2 separate regions of the Mus musculus genome follow, and region 1 is linked to region 2. A link is a contact called in public Hi-C data. All regions are on one chromosome and are shown on one strand. The core of a region is the stretch at or near the end of the contact, and the rest is flanking DNA. Distances in the headings are between cores, read along the strand shown.

Region 1 (6,787 bases), core at 2,500-4,999, 130 kb before region 2:
GGAAGACTGCCCATGACCATGTTTGCGGTTTAAGATGAACTGCATCTGCAAAGTTGAACATCATCTAGTAAGCATATAGATGTATTTAACATAAAACTACCATGACACTGGAAACTTCAGAAGTAAAGGCTAAAAGAACTGAAAAATATATTATGGAAAGTAGTACAGGAATGTGATTGGAAAGACAGGAGAAATTATCTAAGAACAAACTTGAAAAATAGTCTGTTCTCAACTACCAAGAATCTTATTTGGGGGTACCACATTTTTAACTCCAAGACTTTGAAACAAATAACCTTCTGCAGTCACAAAGTATATTATTGATCACACACTGAACATCTTCTCCTATTTTTATTATTTTACCTGCTTCCTGTTCAGAATCAAAGACATTAACACTTCTATTTGGCAATCTAAGTGCTTTGCAGATCAGTAGTAAGGACTCGGATTGTGTTTGGAAATGTACCTTTCTTAACAGCACTGTCATAAAAATTGTGTATTCTTCATAGATAAATTTAAATATCTTAATACATATACTTGAAAACTTAAGAAAGTAGTTTGTATTAATAACACATTTTATTTAGCTGAAAACTCAAAAACATCACTGTAAATATTTAATATTTAAAGACACTAATAAGACATTTTATGTTCTGTTTTTCATACTACATATTCAAAGTCTACTGTGCATTTTTTAAAAATTAAAAAGTGCTCCAATTCACAGCAGCTAATTTCAAATATTCCATAATCCTATATCACTTTGGGCTTCCAATGTGACAGGAAAACATGGGTCTGTATATATTTAGCTACAACTGATGCTCTTAAGTGAATAACAGGTAAAATAGGGATTCCTGGTATACCTTTTATGTGGTATTTCCCCTATAAATTCATCTGAATGCCTGGTCCCCAAATGGTGATGCTATTTTGATAAGCTGTGGAACTTTTAAGAAGTGGACCCTACCTGAGCTACCTGGGTGACAATTGCTACCAGGAGACAGAACTTATCATTTACAGCCCAGATGTGCTTCTAGTCCCTCCGCTGTCTGTAAGAGATGAGAAAGGTAAAGATTCCTACCGTGGTGACCTATTACCCTGCAAATTATAAGCCAGCATAAACCCTGCCCACTTTGCACTGATTACATCAGATTTTGTGTCCCAACAACAACAGCAATAGCTAATACAAGTCCTTAGTTAAGATGTAACGAAAAAAGTCTTAGAAAAAAAAGGAAGTGCATCCTAGGACTCTAGAAGTAAGAGAACATGGGACTTGAAGTTGCTCTGGATTGTCATTAGTGGTATTCCTCACACTGCCTAATGGCTCCCCTTCTAAGGCTGGTGAAATGATCAACAACCCTTAAGATTTCATAGATATTCAAGGCCATACTACCTCATCGTATGGGGCTGGTGGGCACCACTAAGATGAACAAATATGTAATACAGAGATAGAAACATGGAACAGAATATGAACTCTGGTGAGAGGCAGAACTGGAGATACAACTACAATGGTGAGAACCAGGCTGATTTGAGTGACCTGCATTGCCACCTGAGGCCATAGGGATCCATGCTCCCTCTGAGGGCCATGTCTGGGTTTGAGGTCCTATTGCAACTAGGGTCTACCACCTGAAACCATGTAGATGTCCAGGGGCCATGTTTTCACAGGGTGGGGATAGGGGAGGGACACTGATCTGAGTGAGAGTCCTGGGAAGTCACCTGAAGCCACAGTGATGTCAGGATTCCTGCTGCCCCTGAGGGCCATGTCTAGGTTTGAAGTACTACTGAAACTGGAATCTGTGTTGATGTCCAATGAAGGTCATACAAATGTATGTGGGCTATACTTCTGCTGGACGCCATATTGATGTGAGAGATCTGCATTGCCACCTAAGGAAGGCTATGGTGATGTTCATGGTCCAGGTTCCCCCTGACAGCCTTGACTTGGTCTGTGGTCCTGTTGCAGTCAGGGACTGTGCTCATTGTCTGTGCTATGATGATAAACCATGTGGATGTTCTGTATTCGTGATCTGTGCTCTTACTGACACTAAGATGCAAGAACACTACTTTTTCTGTGATAGGGATGATTTCGGATATGTACTTTGGAAAAAGAGACATGGAAGGCTTCTGTGACAACTCCTACAGAACGCCCCCCCCCCAAGTAACAACCTAAACAGAAGCCATCAAAGAAAAGGGTGGGGCTGGAGAGATGGCTCAGTGGGTAAGAGCACCCGACTGTTCTTCCGAAGGTCCTGAGTTCAAATCCCAGCAACCACATGGTGGCTCACAACCATCCGTAATGAGATCTGACTCCCTCTTCTGGAGTGTCTGAAGACAGCTACAACTCACATATAATAAATAAATAAATAAATAAATAAATAAATAAATAAAAGAATTAAATCTTAAAAAAGAAAAAAAAGAAAAGAAAGGTGTGATAGGGATGTTCTCCACGATTGATGGCTTCTGGCAGGGTGTGGGGGTGGGGAATGACTCAGTTTTATGTAAGGGGCAGGCCACTGAGAGTCTAGTCATGCTCCAGTGAGTATATATGTTTGGAGCCATTTGCTGTTTCTCTAAAGCAGAGGGAAAAAAAGAGAAAAGTCTGCCTGCTAAAGGAGAGTCAAGGTGGGTCACGGTCTATTGGCAGATTTTCTGACCTACTGAGGCATGGAATGATAAGAGGGGGTATACTTGAGGCTCAAGGCAAGGAGATGAAGATTGTATTGACCTTAGTGGAAGGAATAGGGAAGCTTTTGTGTTGGACCAAATGTCTTATATGTATTCTTCAGCATCACTTCTGTTAGTTTAATGCTTTACTTCCCATTGTACTGTGTAATATAAAAAGGCTATAAAAAATATATCACTGCTGGTGTGGTATTGACCTACAGCCCTCCTACATCTGTCTCTTGCATCTTCTTTCTGTCTTTCCTATTGTTAATCCTCACTCTCCACTTCAGAAGAATGTTTGACTTCACACTGGTGGGGCTGGTACACATATAAATTAGACTTGTTTTTTTTTCTTTATTTTTGTGGGGGTCTCAAATTTTTCAGATTTATTTTTGCCAGTGAAGTATATTTGCTTGCAGACAACTCATATATAATTCAGATTATATATGCATATACTTGTATATGTGTATAAATGTATATTTGCATATATGTACATGTATATATATACAGATATACATGTACATATATACAGATATATATGTATAACATATATAATACTCATTATATGTAACATGTATATACGTATATGTGTGTATACATGTATATAATGTATGTGCATATATAGCACACACATACACACACACACACACACACACACACACACACACACACATATATATATATATAAAATAAGATCAACTAGTCTGTGTATTTGCATTGAAGACTTAAAACCAATTATATTCAGGGACTATTAAAAGTTATATGCTAATTCCTGTCATTTGCTGTCTTTGCAATGTCTGTTCCTTTTCTAGTCCCCATTTCCTTACTGACTTTATTTTCTTGTCACTGTGACAAAATATCTAACAAGAAGAACTTGACAGAGAAAGGGTTTATTCAGGCTCATGGCCTGAGGTTTACTGTGTGACTTTCACTGGGTTCATGTGAACAAACTTAGTCATCCCAGACTGTCATCCAAGGAGAGACTAAGTAAATAATTCAACCCAAGTCAAGCTTGTTGAAGCAGTGAGTTTATTCGTACTAGTTACAAAGTGCAGATAGGGAAGGGAGGGTCCCTTACGGGAGCATGTGTGACTCAAAGGCAGCTGCATCACTGACAAGCTTGTCCTAGTACGGGTGATGACTCATGTGATGGATAACCTTCGTTGTCAACTTGTCTACATCCTGCCTTAACTAAGATCCAAGCAGCTGGGCACAACTGTGACTGATTTTATTTTTCTCGATTGGACTATTTGAGACACCCTAAATCTGGATCATCTGAGGTCAGAAGTCCATCCTTGAATCTTGGCCACAGCTTCTGGAAGCAGTCCTCATAAAAGGACATGGAAGAAGGGACATTTTCATTTTTTGCCTGCTTGCCTTCATTCTCACTGGAAAGATCATCTATCCTGTTCCTGAGAAACCCCTTTGCTGATGTTCAAACTTACATTTTCAGGACTCCATACAGACCAAAAACTTGCAGCTCTCTAAGACTTCCCACCAAATTGGGAATACTGAGACATCCATGAGGACTGAACAACTATCAGATCCTCCTTGGCTTTCTATCAGGAGACAGCCAATGTTAAACTACTTGGACCACAGCATGAATGTGTGTGTGTGTATGTGTGTGTGTGTGTGTGTGTGTGTGTGTGTGTGTGTGTGTGTGTGTGTATGTGTATATAAGTATGTATGTGTATATATGTGTGTGTATGTATATATGTGTATGTATGCATGTATGTATGTATGTATATAAGTATGTATGTATGTATACATACTTAGTTTAGCTAATAAAACCTACATTTTTGGCAGTCACTAAACAATAGCAGACATTTCCTTACAAGAGCCTCTGATCTCACAAGTCACAGATCTTTTCCTGGCTTATCGTATTAGATATAATTCTTTCCGTGGAATGGGCCTTAAATTCAAGTGGAAAGTTGCACACATAACAATCATGGCATGTTACATCATTAGGCACAGCTTGCCTTGTCTTTTGGTAGTGTAGTACATGGTGTTCATAGCCAAGCAGGATTGCCAGTGAAAAATTATCTCCAGAAATCTGCACAGTGCCTACAGAATGAAACTAGGCCACAGAGAGGGCGCTGGTCAGCTCCATCCAGGGCTGATTTCCCTATGTCTTATAGAAAAAGCAAGGGGTGTTTTCTCAGTATGGATTTATCATCCAGATCTGGCATGCAATCAGTAATTAGTAGAGATTGCCTATATGGTTTTGGGAATTTCATGAAACTCTTTGGTCAATAACTCATAATGTAGTAGTGTGCTTTGTGTATCAAAAAGTTTATTTAACAACCTTGCAGTTTCTAAAACACCCCTTTTGAAAATGCATGACTGACGACTGGAGAGAGATGGCTCAGCAGTTAAGAGCACTGAGTGCTCTTCCAGAGGGCTTGAGTTCAATTCCCAGCAACCACATGGTGGCTCACAACCATCTGTAATGGGATCCGATGCCCTCTTCTGGTGTGTGTCTGAAGATAGCTACAGTGTACTCATATAAATAAAAATAAATAATATTTTTTAAAAAGAAAATGCATGACTGTTTGTTTTTAGGATGAGGACAGGGTCTCTCTATCTGCGAAAGGGACAGTCATTTTTGTATATTGGTGTGACTCTCAGTAGGCAGAACACACTCCAACCTAAACCCTTCACCCAAGAGTAATTGGGTAGCACACACTGAACTCAAGGGAAGAAACAAAGATAAAGATTGGAAGCTGACTGAGGAGAGATGTGAGGGTGTATCTGAGCAAGTCGGAAAGAGATGGATATAATCAAAAGGGCTTGTATGAAATTAATGAAGGAATAATAAAATATTACTAAAAATAACATACATACTTTTAATTTTTAATTAAAATATATCTTTCCTCCTTCCCCATTCTCCTTCTAGTCCCTCCCTTTCCCCATGATTCCCTGTCAAATTCATGGCCCCTTCTGCTTTGTTATTGTTGCATGTATATGTAAATGCCTAGATTTATAAACACTAGCTGCTGTGTCTGGTTAGTGTTGCTTGTGTGTATATGATTTCAAGGTTGACTTCTTCATACTGGATAAATGATTGGGGGCCTCATCCTTAGGAAGGAATGTTTCTCCAGGTTTCCTCATTCCTTAATTGCTTGTAGTTCTTTGTCTAGGGCTGGGGTTTCATGAGATCTCCCCCTTCCTCGTTAGCATGCCTGTTGATGTTGCACTTGCCCATGTCTTGTTTAGGCAGCCATGTCATGGAGTATCATGGATGAAGCTTCCTTGTCATTTCTAAGAGACACCATCTCACATAATTTTTTTTTCTGGCCCTCTGGTTCATATAGTCTTTTTGTACTCTTTTCTAGAATGTTCCCTGGACACTGAATAATCATTTGGTAAAGAAAATGTGGTTTATACACAGTAGAATGTTTTTTCCACCATAAGGAAAAAAAAAAAAAACCATGGCTTCTGCAGGAATGGAACTGGAAATTTGTATGTGAAATGAAGTGAGCCAGACTCAGAAAGGCAAACACCATGATTTCTTTCATATGCAGAATCTATATTTGAAGTGTGTATGTGTGCACTTGTGTGTGTGTTTGTGTTTGTGCTTATGTGTATGTGTGTGTGTGTGTGTGTGTGTGTGTGTGTGTGTGTGTGTGTGCTTGTATTATAAAAGCAGAAATGAGACCATGGAAGTAGAATAAGAAATCTTAAGGCAGTGGGGAGGAAGGGAAAAGAAAGCAATGTAATTCAGAAAGCAGAAAGGGGGGTTGTTGGCAGAGGAAAGGAGAACAGCTGGAGGGGGGGAAGAGTAGTGAGGAGGGGGGAGGTAAGAACAAGGTATAGGACCAAGAAGCGGGAATTGGTGGGTAGGGGAGCAGGGCAGAGGGAGGGTATGGGGAACTTTCGGGATAGCATTTGAAATGTATATAAAGAAGAAATCTAATAAATTTTTTTTAAAAAGAACAAGGTATAGAAACAAAATGCATGAAAACATATGAAACATGAAAATATAATGAAGCCTATCTTCTCATACACTGAGAAAATTAATTTTAAAAATACAGAAAAAAAAATCCCAAACAACTCTTTCATTAGAGACTGAATGAAGAATGAGAGGCAAAGGGAAGAGTAAGGATAGAAGAAAAATACATAGGGATCATAGAGTTGGCTC
Region 2 (6,549 bases), core at 3,326-5,825:
CATTCAATATACGAAACTCTAGAAATGCTACCGAGCAACGGCAATAAGAAAAAAAAAATATATATATACATATATATATATATGTGTATATATATATATATATATATATATATATATATATATATATATTCCTACGATTTTGAAGATAGTATTTAAATTACTTTTGGTTTCAAACATGTGAAATACTCCCTTTAGGAAGTGAAGTACATGTATATCATAAATATGTATCAGTTGTGGGACTTGATTTATACTGTACACATATACAAGCACATTTTTTAGAAACCCATTAGCAATGCCGGAAATGAAAGTTAACTTGAAAAATATAATAGCTCATTTAAATAAAAAAAAACACTTTGCCTAATTAATTTCATACCAACTGCCTGTATATACTACCCTCTATTTTCTTGGTCAGTTCCCACTATAACTTTTCATGGTGTCTTTGAAAGGAAACCTAAGTATTTTCTATGCCAGTTTCCACCATGAGCCATAGTAGTCGCCTACATCTCTGGTCAGCAATGCGTTTTCTCTCAATGCTGCTCACTTGTTCTTTCTGAAAACACCAGGGTGTGTTTTCTAGGAGTAATTTATGACAAACTTACCTTTTCTACAGAACAGGAAGAACCTATAAATTAAGAATACTTCCCTTCCTGAAATCAAACTGCACCAATTCTGGAAACCCTGGAGCTTGGAGTCTTAATTTCATTTTTTTTTTTTTTTTGTGGATCAATGGATAATTAAATTTCTTCCAAAAATATTCTACAACAGCAATAAAATTTGTATTTCAGCTCCCTATTCTGAAAGTTTTAAATAGATAGGTGTTAAATTTCATTTTACGAAAACGAAGATCAAAGACTATATTTCTTATCTCCCGGTGGGAGATAGTGTCCCGGAGATTTCCCCCTCTGGGTCTTTAAAACAGATATTTTAAAGTCATCATTCACAACTGAGAGTGGTGGACAGAGCTGAACGTCTTAGACCTTGGGTGGTACTATATAAACAACTGCTTTCATCAATTGGCACTTAGCTTTCAGTCCCCTCAACTGAAATTCTGGGCACCAACAAGGCTGTTCTAGATCTCTCTCTCTCTCTTGTGCATGCTAGCCCGCTTGCTCACTCTTGCTCGCTAAAAGGAGCGAACCAGCATCATCATTTCTCATGGGTGGATTTCCTAACTTACACATATTTGTGAATATTAAGGCTTTTGGAGACCATGTAGCCAGTAGAATAAAGAAGGTAGAATAATAAGTGTTCAAATATTTAATTTCTCTTCTTCAAAGAACCACCGTGTTTTCATGAGAGCATATGCTTTAAAGGAAACTACCAGTGAGAAGACAGAATAGATACAATGTAGTTCTCCTCGATACCCACTGTCTTCCCGACTCTCACCATGAGATTTGGTTTTGCTTATTCGTAATTCCAGAGTATTAGACTTTCTCACAAACCAACATTTTAAGAATATCTTAATTACACTTAAACACCTATAATGAAATGCTAAGTTCTGTGGGCATATCATGAATTCAATTTACTTTTAAAGTAAATATTTACATATTCAATTTGAGGAGTTGAAGTGACTAAGTTGCAAACTCTTTAAAAAAAAAAACACATACACACAACATAATTAAGGAGTTTTTTGAGGGACGGCAAAGATAATCCATGGCTATCTGTCTAAGGGTGTGTTAGCAAAACATTAAAGGTAAGTTAAATTTGGAGATAAGTTCTTTAGTCCACTCTGTAAGGCCCTCCTGGCTGCTAGTAGAACTGGTGGCTTGACAGAAGAACTTTAGGAATAAGGGTTCTTGGTGACGCCAGAAGTAAGGGCACGTTGCAGAGAGTCCAGGAATATGCACTGGTTAGACAGAGAGGGCCTGGAGAGACTGGTGAGTTTTCTTTCCTTAGAACTACAGCTCTCTGTAACTAAAAACATGAAGTGAGAAGTGAGCGTGCTGCGGTAGATTATCTGTAAATGTCCTGTCAGCGAAGGGCCCCAGCTCCTGATGGACCTCAAGGAGAAGGTTAGGTTAATTGCTCTTGAAAATGTTTGGGTGTCTCCCAAGGAAAAAGAAATGGTAAGATAGGTGGCTATGTTGGTGTGGAGGTGTGGGAGAGAGGTAGAATATGCAAAAATTATGTATGTATGTATGTATGTATGTATGTGTGTGTGTACACGTGTACACATATATATAGCTTCTTATTTTCCTTTAACTCTTTTAAAGTCCTGGGATTGAAGCCTTTGCAGTCCTTTAAAGAAATAGCTGACATTTTTGATATTTCAAAACACTGGGAAGCATTTTCAAATTGCAAAAGCAGCGCAGGAGCACACATGCGCGCGCGCGCGCGCACACACACACACACACACACACACACACACACACACACACACACACACACACACCAGGCACTCAGGCCATGAGAGGGCAGTAGGGGGCCAGGCTCAGGCCTGAGTCTTTTCTGGCTGTCCAGCCTTCTCTGCCAGCCTTCCCTCTGCCTCCTGGGCTGTGGGCAGCTAGCTATAGCTGACGACAGCGTGCTGAAAGCGGGGGCAGCCTCAACTCTGAGCGAACCAGAAACTGCATCTGCGGAGCGTGGAACTCTGTCTGTAGTTGACACGTGTGAGAGGTGTATGTGCTGTTTTGGCAAACTGGTATTCGATTTGGGCTTCCCACAAAAGAAGCAGAAGGTGGAGCTGCGGTGGTTCCCAGTGCCCACAGAGCCCCCTCTTCTGGCCACCGCGCATGGACCACACTTGGTACCCAGTGCGCGCGCGCGCTTTGCTTCAGTCCGCTCTGGGTGTCTGTGTAACCCTTTGTAAAGGACCGTCCACCTATCTGCCTATGTGACCGACATCAAGACGCACGTGGGAAATACCCTCTCTCAAAATCGGCTTTGGTATCCCTGCTGCTTTGCAGGCACTTAAGAAACTGTCATTGTCACCTCATTATTTTCTTCCTGCCAATTGATTTATTCGCAGTTCTATTTGAGTGAGAAATGCAAGTCTACTGCGGATCTTGCCTGCCAGTGCTGAGAGTTTGGCAGAGAAAGTGCAAAAGAGAGCAAATCCCCTTCTCGCCATTGTAAAATGTTTTGGGTGCCTGAGATCCAAATTTTCACTGCACTGTGACATCCCGCGCTGTCACTTATACCAGTTATGAGTTTGGAGCATACACAAACTTTTCATTTGAAGTCAACAGGTCCTATCTTCCAGAGTTGTGAAGATTAAATAAGTGAACACTTAGAATCAAGGCTAGCACATCCCATTTGCTATGTCAGCTCCTGTTCACATCCATTGCAGCCTCCTGTTGGATGGAAGGACCATTCTGGCCCCTTTGCCAAAGAAACGCACTAGATCTTTAAAAGTACTCATGTCTCAACACAAAGATGAGACAGAACTCTAAACCTCCCGCTGTAACCCAGCATCCCAGCGACCAGCAAAACACCCAAGTCCTGGTACCCCTGCAGACCCAGCTTCAGCAACCCCCTCCCAAATAGCCAGAAGCGCCACACCTGGCTTGGGCAAGGCTTTGACTTTTGCAGGGCTCAAAGGCAAGCTGCAGATGCAAAAGCTCTGATCCCTACCTCTCCTGGCTGAAGAGTGTGTTTGGGGGGGTTTCCTACCTGCCCCAGGCTTTTGCCCTTCTTACTGCCGCCGAAAGCCAGTCCTTGGTTCATGCCTGCAGATCGGTTGGCTGACTGAGCAGGAGTCTCCCCTCCTAGAGAGGACTTGATGGAGTTGAGTTTGGCCCGCGAGCTGCCTAGCTGTGAGCTCTCCACCATCAGCACCGCGGCCAGTAGGAGAAGGCAGCGGGATGAATCCTTGACCCGCATCAGCGCGGCCATCTCCGGGTAAGGGGTTCCCGGAGTTGGGTGGAGCCCTGAAAAGATGGGAATGCCAGGGGAGTGAGGACGCCCGCCGACACTCAACCCCTCACGTGGGGCGCGTGGGCTCCTCACAGACACAGTTCCCCCAACCCTTCCTGGATCAGACACTCGGGACTCTTAAGAACTTAGTCTCAAGCCTCAAGCCTGGAGCAAACGCGACCCCAGCGAGACCCGCTCCTCTGACGGGCAGGAAGTTCTGCAGTCCCTGGAAGCAATCAAAGGCCAGACGCCTTCTCGCCAAGGAGGCGTGACCCAAGGTGCTGTTAGACCCAGCCCTGCAGATCGCCCTGCCGGCTTCGTTTGGTGTTCAGCACCTTTGCGCTTTTGCACGATTTTCCGCGGTGATGGAATCCTCCCTTAACCGCGCACAGGGTTCTCCCCAGCTGCTGCTTCTTTTTCTTTTTCTTCCTTTCTTTTCTCTTGTTTCCCCCGGCTCCTCTGCTCCTCTGTCCTCTCCTGTGCTTTAGCTCTCAACCTTTGCACCACTCAAGTCCCTCTTTTCCAGGTCCGCGGGGTTTGTGACTGGTGATCAGAGTCTCCCCCAACCCCTCCACCGGACTCTGGAGAGCTGAGGCGAGCGGAGGTCCCAGCAAGCGCACTCCCACTGGTGCGGTTAGGAGTTGTCCCTTGGTTCACACGGGGCCACTAAGCCCTGCCAGCGAAGCAGTGATGCGCTGCGCGGAGGGCCAGTGCTCTCTTGCTGCTCTCCCCCGCCCTCTTAGCTTTTTATAGCTTTCCTCAGTGGGTTTTCCTCCGCCCCCAATTCAAGAGTGACAAAGAGTGAAAACGTTTCTCTCCCCCACCCCACGCTCCCGCTTGCCTCCCCTTCCCCCAGCAGGCGCTCTTTCTGAGGCTGTCTCTCCTGCCTCTCACCTTTCCTACCCTCCCATCCCTCCTTCACTCTACAACTAAAAACTTGGGGTTCACCTCCAGAAGAACACGGGAAAGCTCTTCCTGGACGATCACAGCTCCGAGAGTGAATGGGAGTTTGGAAACAGGCAGAAATGAAGAGGAAAAGTTGTCCCTATTTGTGGTGACTGCCACTAACCATGGCTTCTTACTTCTCCCACCCAGCTTCAGCCTCCAGCTAGGAGCGCTGGAAAAGCTCTGGAGAACATCTGCAAGTTAACTTGGTGGACTGTGTACAGCCCAGTTAGATTTTAGCCTGAGCCTCTCGGTTAATGTGCTGTGTGAGACTGTCTGGCTGTAGGTGCTTTATGGGGTTCCGCTTCGAATAGGGGGGGGGAGATGAACAAAGGGGGAGGCAAGAGGACTAAAGGAAGAGGGGCGAAAAGACCAAAGAAAGAGGAGGGGGAATAAGGGACCATTCTTCCCCCGTTGAAGTGCTTGAATCTTTCTGTTTTCCTCATCCCTCGCCCAACCCGATATACACATTACACTTTAATCCAAACAAGGAGTGAGGAAGGGGATAATGACCCGACTTGTGCTACCTCAAGGCTTGATGAGGCACTTTTAGGGTGCCAACGCGTCCTCTGCAAAGAGGAAATCCCAGGCAAGAATAAAAAGCCTGATGGGGAACCGGGTGGGTGGTGAAGTGGGCCAGAAACTTCTGGTCCTGCCTCTTGAGCGCTGCCCCGCTCGTTCCCCCACCCCCACTCCCACCCCTCCCCCGCCCGGAGGCCTTGGCTAGCCTTTCAAGTCAGTCTTTGAGGCTCGGAGTTCTCTGCACTGTTCCACAGAGGCAGAGGGCCACCGAGCGAACCACTCTGACGCGCTGACTGGCTTGCAGCACTTGGGGGCGCCAGTAGCAGCAATCAGCCAGGAGCACAAACACTGCAGGAGACAAGCTTTGCCAGCAAGCTCTGGGTTAGGAGAGGTTTGGTCACCCAGGAGACCAGGAGCAAAGGTTGCTGCTTGTGTCTTTAGCAGTTCAGTCATGCAATCCCTAGCAGTGTCCTTGAGCCAAAATGGAGTCAGACAGAGGTCGTCCGCTGTGATGAACTGACTCCAGTAGCACACTCTAGAATTTTGAGGTTTAGGTCTCCTCTTTCACACCTAATTCTGGCATATACCAACCTGTCCAGGACTCTAATTTAACGCTAAGGGGAAGGGGGTAAGGGTAAGGACGTTAATATTTTCCACCAAGCACGCCAAGACTTAAGGTGTGCATCAAGAGCTGGGAGGTCCTGGGCAGAGTCGGTTATTCACTTTCCTGACCTGTGAGTCAGCCTGTCCAGAAATTTTCATATACACAATGCACACAATGCCTTGAGGTTTTTTTTTTTTTTTAAATACACAACCAACTAGAAAATAAAAACACGTTTTCTCCAGATTGGCCTATTGCCTTAAAGTAAAACAAATGTGCTGATTGATTATTGATTGATTGATTGATTGATCGATTGATTTACTTTTTGATTTATTCTTGAGGACATATACTAGTTACATTGCCCAAACTTAGGCTCCAAGCTAGTAATCCTCCTGTCTCCACCCCTTTCCCCCCCCTTGCCTCTTCTATCTCCTCCTCCTCCTCCTCCTCCTCAGTGCTTCAGTGCTGAAATTCCAAACAACTGCCATCACTCTTGTTTCACTTTTTAAATGCATAAGAATAACATGGGTGACTCTTGAAGAACAGACTCCTGTGACATGTGCCAGTTCTACAAATCTAAGATAATGAGGATGGCAGTTATCAAGGGCTGGGTGGAAGGAAGAGTA

The links. A called contact is a pair of places that touch in the nucleus more often than the background predicts.
Region 1: a contact with region 2 is called in a Hi-C map of pancreatic cancer cells, with 4 times the contacts expected there. The contact joins the enhancer-like site here to the promoter of Dkk2 in region 2. A contact is called at or near these places in 6 of 39 promoter capture datasets (the 3T3-L1 cell line, 3T3-L1-derived adipocytes, embryonic stem cells and 3 more), 8 of 484 Hi-C or Micro-C datasets (bone marrow-derived macrophages, embryonic fibroblasts, liver and 3 more), 2 of 115 datasets of contacts at active chromatin or transcription factors (bone marrow-derived macrophages and pancreatic cancer cells) and 1 of 9 other capture datasets (macrophages).

What each region holds. Positions count from the first base shown.
Region 1 is chr3:132,208,438-132,215,224 of GRCm38.p6, reverse strand. No RefSeq gene overlaps it. Among named protein-coding and RNA genes, the nearest start is that of Dkk2, 130 kb to the right of the region's middle. Within about 2 kb of position 3,749, at least 29 of the 459 cell types and tissues checked have an H3K27ac peak or open chromatin away from gene starts, as enhancers often do. A contact at or near this core is called in pancreatic cancer cells, where this site is marked.
Region 2 is chr3:132,083,318-132,089,866 of GRCm38.p6, reverse strand. Dkk2 (dickkopf WNT signaling pathway inhibitor 2) reads right to left here and starts at 4,575. Exons shown (of 4, transcript NM_020265.4): 1 at 3,613-4,575. The coding sequence starts at 3,834.